Linked DNA regions of Zea mays: region 1 is linked to region 2. The links are chromatin contacts, called in public Hi-C maps. All regions are on one chromosome and are shown on one strand. Each heading gives the region's core, a stretch centred on a gene start, on an enhancer-like site or on the middle of the called end of the contact. The rest is flanking DNA. Distances are from core to core; before and after follow the strand shown. Region 1 holds the start of LOC100216997 (putative protein kinase superfamily protein). Region 2 holds the start of LOC100284277 (zinc finger, C2H2 type family protein).

The links. Hi-C and Micro-C count contacts between places; a contact is called where the count stands out from the background.
Region 1: a contact with region 2 is called in a Hi-C map of ear, with 3 times the contacts expected there. The contact joins the promoter of LOC100216997 here to the promoter of LOC100284277 in region 2. A contact is called at or near these places in 2 of 25 Hi-C or Micro-C datasets (ear and tassel).

Annotation. Positions count from the first base shown.
Region 1 is chr6:89,614,418-89,617,670 of Zm-B73-REFERENCE-NAM-5.0, forward strand. LOC100216997 (putative protein kinase superfamily protein) reads left to right here and starts at 1,502. Exons shown (of 4, transcript NM_001348786.1): 1 at 1,502-2,006; 2 at 2,740-2,884. LOC109940459 reads left to right here. Exons shown (of 1, transcript XM_020539990.1): 1 at 1-305. The coding sequence ends at 305.
Region 2 is chr6:89,056,647-89,059,705 of Zm-B73-REFERENCE-NAM-5.0, forward strand. It overlaps LOC100284277 (zinc finger, C2H2 type family protein), which reads left to right and starts at 1,788. Exons shown (of 1, transcript NM_001157172.2): 1 at 1,788-3,059. The coding sequence starts at 1,879.

The DNA.
Region 1 (3,253 bases), core at 252-2,751, 560 kb after region 2:
ATTATTATAATTCAATGATGGATAATATTGATGAGGTGACCGACAAGAGGATGATAGCTATGGGAGCAATAGAAAAGGACAAGACCATGGTAGCCAGGGCCTACAACAAGAAGGTCAAAGCAAAATCATTTCAAGTAGGGGACCTGGTGTGGAAGACCATTCTGCCTCTAAGGAATAAAGACCGGAAGTTCGGGAAATGGTCGCCAAGCTCGGAGGGTCCTTATAAAGTAAAACAAGTGTTGTCTGGCAACGCCTATTTGCTACAAACATTACAAGGCAAGGATTTGCCTAAGGCTTTGAATGGGCGTTTCCTCAAACAATACCATCCTAGTATGTGGCAAGATGCCTAAGAGAACCGATGTAATCACATCGAGTTAGTTGCTTTTGGTTTGCTCAACTCCACCAAAAGGCAGGGGGCATATGTTGAGCACCGTTTTGAGCTGGCGGACGGTCCGGCCCTGAGGCCGGACGGTCCGCGGTCCGGACAGTCCGCGCCTGTGGGCCGGACGGTCCTCGCATGCGCAGAGCAGTTTAGGGTTCCAATTTTTGTGCTACGGTTGTTAGCTATATTCGTGAAATTAGCTCGGAATCAGTTGTGTAAAGGGTCCAGCCTCCCTCCTCTATAAATAGAGAGGTCTACGACCGATTTGGAATCATCAATCGAATCAATACAACTTCTATTCGCATTTATTTTCAGTACAATTAGGAGTAGTTCTAGTCTAGTTCTAGTTTAGCCTCTCGATCCCCAAATTCTTCGCCTCTCTTCGACTCTACGCCGATTAGAGGAGTCTAGGTCGGCCGGCCCGAGCCTAGACAACCCCTAGGATCTCTCCTCCCCGACGGGGTCCCTCCCGGGAGCGAGATCCAGGCGCCGCCGGCGATCTTCCGCCGCCCCTGCGTACGCGCGGACCGTCCGGCCCAAGGGCGCGGACCGTCCGGCCGTCAGGCAGGAGCCCTAGCCTTGCATCAGGTCGCGGACCGTCCGGCCCCTGCGTGCGGACCGTCCGCCCCTGTGCAGAGAGCACCGCAGCGCCTCTCACCAGGCCGCGGATCGTCCGGCCCCTGCGCGCGGACCGTCTGCCCCTGTGCAGAGGGCACCGCCACAGTTCTTGTTGAGTGTTTGGCGCTCCAAAAAGGCGTCAACAGTCGGTTTCATTTATTTTGAATGTTGTCATCTTATGGAATTGAAGATATCATCCTGAGTGGTAATATGACCAGGAAGGTGATCATATCCAGTTCATCCCTCATTCATCCATCATCACGAAACAAACAAGAAATGGTGCAACTTCAACCCACTTTAACCCTATAATCAAACAAGAAACTAGGTTCAATCTGTCACTGAAACCAAACAAAGAACGAATCTGACTTAACCCAGAAAAATAGGTCGGCTCCGACTCAATCCACGCCGTTCCAAAAACCAAACACATACTATTCAATTTTTGAATAGCAAGAAGATTCCTCCATGTAGATCATCTCGTGATCTCCTATCACTAAACCTACTGTGGTTGGAAAACCGAAGCATTTATCGTATGCAATCCACACGAAAAGTAAACCTATCGGAATTGCTCCGCGTACGGCGTACCACACCACCACTACACTCCAGGGTTGGCACCGCACGGCAAGCCGCAAGCGGCGGCGTGGGTTGCCGAACCCCAGTCCCCCAATCGGCGTCGGCGCGTGGGAATCGTCAGAAAAACGCGACGAACAGCCGAACCGGTCACACCGAAAGCGCAGTTGCGAGGCTGTTCTCCGTTGTCACGTTTCTGCCCGCATCTCCCCTCCACCGTCCTCTAGGCTCTAGTATTCTAGTCCTAGTCCCCCACCGGCCACCACCAGGCACCACGCCAGCCAGCCCCACCACTCCATCCGAGTCAGAGTCTTCGGCTCCAAGCCGCCCCACTGTTCCTCCTCGACTCCAAGCACCGCGCCGGCAGCGTGAGGAGAGGGCTGTCGCGGGCCGCCCGCAGGCTCCTCTGCTGCGGCAGGGCCGCCTCCCCGGAGGACCTGTAAGTCGCCGGCTCCTTGGCCTGCCTCCCCGCTTGCGTTGCTGTATCTTTTGTGTTTCTGGGCTTGTCTGGGTTTCGCTGAAACTGAAATCCACCGCGATGTGTGAGCGCGGCGCTTGGTGTTGGTGTGGACAGATGTTTGGGTGGTTCGTCAGGAGACACCACGGAATTCCGCGCGCCTGGCTGCTCGGTTCCCGGCGTTTTTTTCTTCGATGTTTTGAACACGCCGGATGCCACCTGGAAGGTTCCAAGTTTTTGTTCATATTAGCTCGTTTCTTGTTTGGGTTCATGTTAATTTGCCCAATTCTAAAGGGCGGTGCAAAATTTAACTGATTGGGGGCTCCAATTTGGTGGAAAGTAGACATGTTGTTTGGTTTCGGAGCTACTGTTTGTACAAGCGATGCCATTGAGGTGAAATTAGTAGGGATTTGGGCGCTCCGATTTTTGTTGTTTGTTCAGTGACACCAAGACCAAGGGAAAGGTTTAAACTTTGGTGGCAGACGATGTCATTTTTATTCGGTTCCTCAACTTTGGAAATAACTATGAAACATTGTGGAAATTTGGCATGTTGGTCTTGTTTGATGAACCATCCTAAAGTTTAAGATCGATTTTCTATGCTCGGATTAGGCAAAATTGTTCTAGGGGCACAGGGGGTTTGTATCAGTGGAACTGGTTGGAAGGTCAGTTGATAGTAGCTCATGCTCATCATGTATATAATTGCTTTGCTTTCCAGATCTGATGAAGGAAGTGGATCATTGAGGTGGGTGTTCTCATTGAGAGAGCTTCGATCAGCAACAAACAGCTTCAATTACGATAACAAGATTGGAGAAGGGCCACTTGGGAGTGTGTATTGGGGACAAGTTTGGGATGGTTCTCAGGTTTCTGCTCCGTACATCTTCACCCTTGCTGTGAATTTAACTTTCAACTTTGTTGCCTGCCACTTCTCGCCCAGTCACAGTTACTTTACACATGCAAATATTTTATCGGTACCTATCTCACTAAATAACCGAACAATTACTTATACTTCTTTTCTTTTTGTTTTGGGACATTGATCTTCGATTGCGTTATTATTAGGTTGGTAGGATATGTTGTCATTGGAAGTCAACAAAAAAATTATATGAACTGGCTACAGGTTTGCATATCTCCATCTTGTAAATAAAAAAGAAAAATGCCTGCCTCACCCTGTCATGGTGGCAACTATTGGACGCGTCTTCTTTAAAATTATGATTGAGGTCTCATGTTCCTGC
Region 2 (3,059 bases), core at 538-3,037:
ACCCGATCTCCGATCAACGCTCCAGATCGGTTTAACGCGAAACGTTACTCAGATCTAATCCAAACCGTTGAAGATGAGATCGACGATCCTCCATCCTTCTTCCTCCTCCAGCCTCCCAGGCACGTGCGCCGGCCACCCAGTACACTTTCTCTCTCCCGTTGAACCACCTGTGCTGGCCAGGACTCGATCGAGGTGCCCCATGGCGGAACGCCGGTCCCCCCGACCATGACTGCCACGCCCACACCCAAATTAACGCAGAGGAAAAGGGGGCTTACCAGTGCGCGGTACAGACGAGGCCGCACGAAGACGACGCGAAGCCTTCGCCACGCGACGCGAGCTTCACCGGGACTGCACCGTCGACCAGCCAATTCGTCCGCCCCGGCTGAACGCAGATGGTTTCCCGCCCGAAGACCGCCACCCACGGTCCCAAGCACACGCGCTAGTGCTTTCCTGTCTCCCTTCTCTCTCTCTCTCGGCGAGTACGATAGAGAACTATCACCGCGGCGCTGCTATGGCTCGAGATACAGAGCGGGGAAGCGGCGGCCGGGCCTTAAATCGAGGCGCCCAGCATTCGGTTGGCGCAAATCTGGGGAGCCGCGCGAAGGGGAGGGTCGTGACCCGGTCGGCGCGGCGCTTCTTGCGCGATGACGATGGACGGAAGCATGACGGTGGACGAACGGGTCCACACGCAGTGAGGACGAGCGCGCGAGAGACGAGTCCGCGCAGTGGGGTCCTCAAGTCAGCACACCCACGCGCGCGTGAGGGGCTGACGGCGCGTGCCCGCCTGTCGGCGCCCGCGACCGCAGTCTGGGCCGAAATCAGGCGTGGCGGCCCAAGAGCACAGTTTTCCTTTTGTTTTTTTCCTTTTTCCTTTTTCTCTATTTTCAGATCCAATTTGAGTTTAAATTTAAACTTTGTGCAAACTTTATCCTCAGATTATATTGTGACTTTAAAAATACCAATTTTTAGAAATATAATTACATACATATTATTTATTTATTTTCGTATCATTTCTCTTTTCTCCTTTTTCCTCAAATCTTTAGGGATTTGTTTTCCAATTAGGGGTTAAATTCTATGGAGCCATTAATACTTTGTTAATGAAACATTTATTTTATTATTTACAAATGCGCAATCAAATAAAACTTGGCATGATGCATGATTTGTCTAGGTGTCTTTGGTTATTTAATCCCTTTTTGGATGAAGTTTATTCACATGCGATAGTACGTCTAGTCAACACACACAAGGTCATTACTTCTTATGAATTACAATTCTGGGTATTACAGATAATGAGCTCTAAGCATCTCAATTAGACCATATTATGAACTCAATGTTTGGCCTCAGTTGCATAAAAAACTAGAGTAATGGTTATGGTATCCAAACACCCTCTATAAAACTCATAAGTTTCTAACTACTCCCTCTATCCAAAAAATATAATTTATTTTAGACTAATTACATATTTATTAAGCAACCTATAAATGAGGTACCCATGTATGTCTATATTCACTATCGTTTGAATGACGTGAACAGAAAAATAGGCTAGAAGGAAATATATTTTGGGACGGGGAGAATATTTCTCTAATTTTCCCTTGTTTTCTTTACCAATAACTTTATATACCAACCATAATTTACTAATTTCCCTTTGTTTTTCTTTACGAAGGTTGAAGAATTATTATTCTTAGATGGAAACGCAGCATCTCTCGCAAAAACATACTTGCTGAAAAAAGAAATAAAAAAGATTATCCTGTTTTCTCCAATGAAGGGTCCGTCGTCTTCTTTCTTCAATTTTCACTCCCACAATCAGCACACTCGCTAGCCAAATCCGAGCGCTGGCTCCCCAGTCCCCAAGGGTGGCTCTTCCAGCCCAGCGCCACCGCAACCATGCCCCATGTCCTCTCCTTCCTCCACCTCCACCTCCCGCTCAACACTGCCCCTTTGCATTCCTTCCGAGTCCATCGCACTCGCCACTCCCACCCTCACCTCTCCCTCCGTACTCGGCGCGCCTCAGCGACGGCGGCGGCCGCCGAAGCAGAGAACCCGTCCGCATCGGCGGACGTCGAGATGGTCCGCGGGCGGGACGGTGTTTGGACGGCGCGGTCCCCAACTGTGGTGGTCCTGTGGGATCTCGACAACAAGCCCCCGCGCGGGCCGCCGTTCCCGGCCGCAACCGCCCTCATCGGCGCCGCCTCTCTCCTCGGCCGCGTCGTCTCGATTTCGGCCTTCGCCAACCGCCACGCCTTCTCCCACCTCCCTGGCTGGGTCACCGCCGAGCGCCGCGCCCGCCGCGCCCTCGACCGCTCCGAGCGCGCGGGGGTCGTCGTCCCTTCCGTGCCCTACTCCTGCTCCGTCTGTGGCCGGCGCTTCCCTACCCGCCCCGATCTCACCCGCCACTTCCGCCAGCTTCACGAGCGCGAGCGAAACAAGAAGCTCTCCCGCCTCCGCTCCCTCAAGGGCAAGAAGCGGCAGAAGTTCCGCGAGCGGTTCATCACCGGCAACACCAAGTACGAGGATGCCGCGCGGGAGCTCCTCACCCCCAAGGTAGGGTACGGGCTTGCCTCCGAGCTCCGGCGCGCGGGCGTCCACGTCCGCACCGTCCCCGACAAGCCGCAGGCCGCAGACCACGCGCTTAAGCGTCAGGTGAAGCACTCCGTCGCCTGTGGCGTCGATTGGCTGGTGCTCGTCTCTGACGACTCGGATTTCACCGATACGGTGCGTAATGCACGCGCTGCCGACCTGAGGACGGTCGTGGTGGGCGACGGTTGCCGCGCTCTTGGCAAGGTTGCTGACATTTGGTTGCCATGGGACCGAGTTGAGAATGGGGAGGTTGATGAGGAGATGCTGAGGAGTTGCACGTTTTCAGAGTACCGAGAAGATCAGGGAACTGAGCGGGATGGGCAGTTCATAGGGGATTGGGATGCAGGTGACTTTGATGATGTTGTTGACGATATTGTTGGAACTAGAACCAGTTTGCTTGGAGCTACGACAATGTCTGCGTTTGCTGACGAGGACATTGCAGATGGCATATTTGGAGTTGAATTGACCGGGGATAACATGTTTTGGAG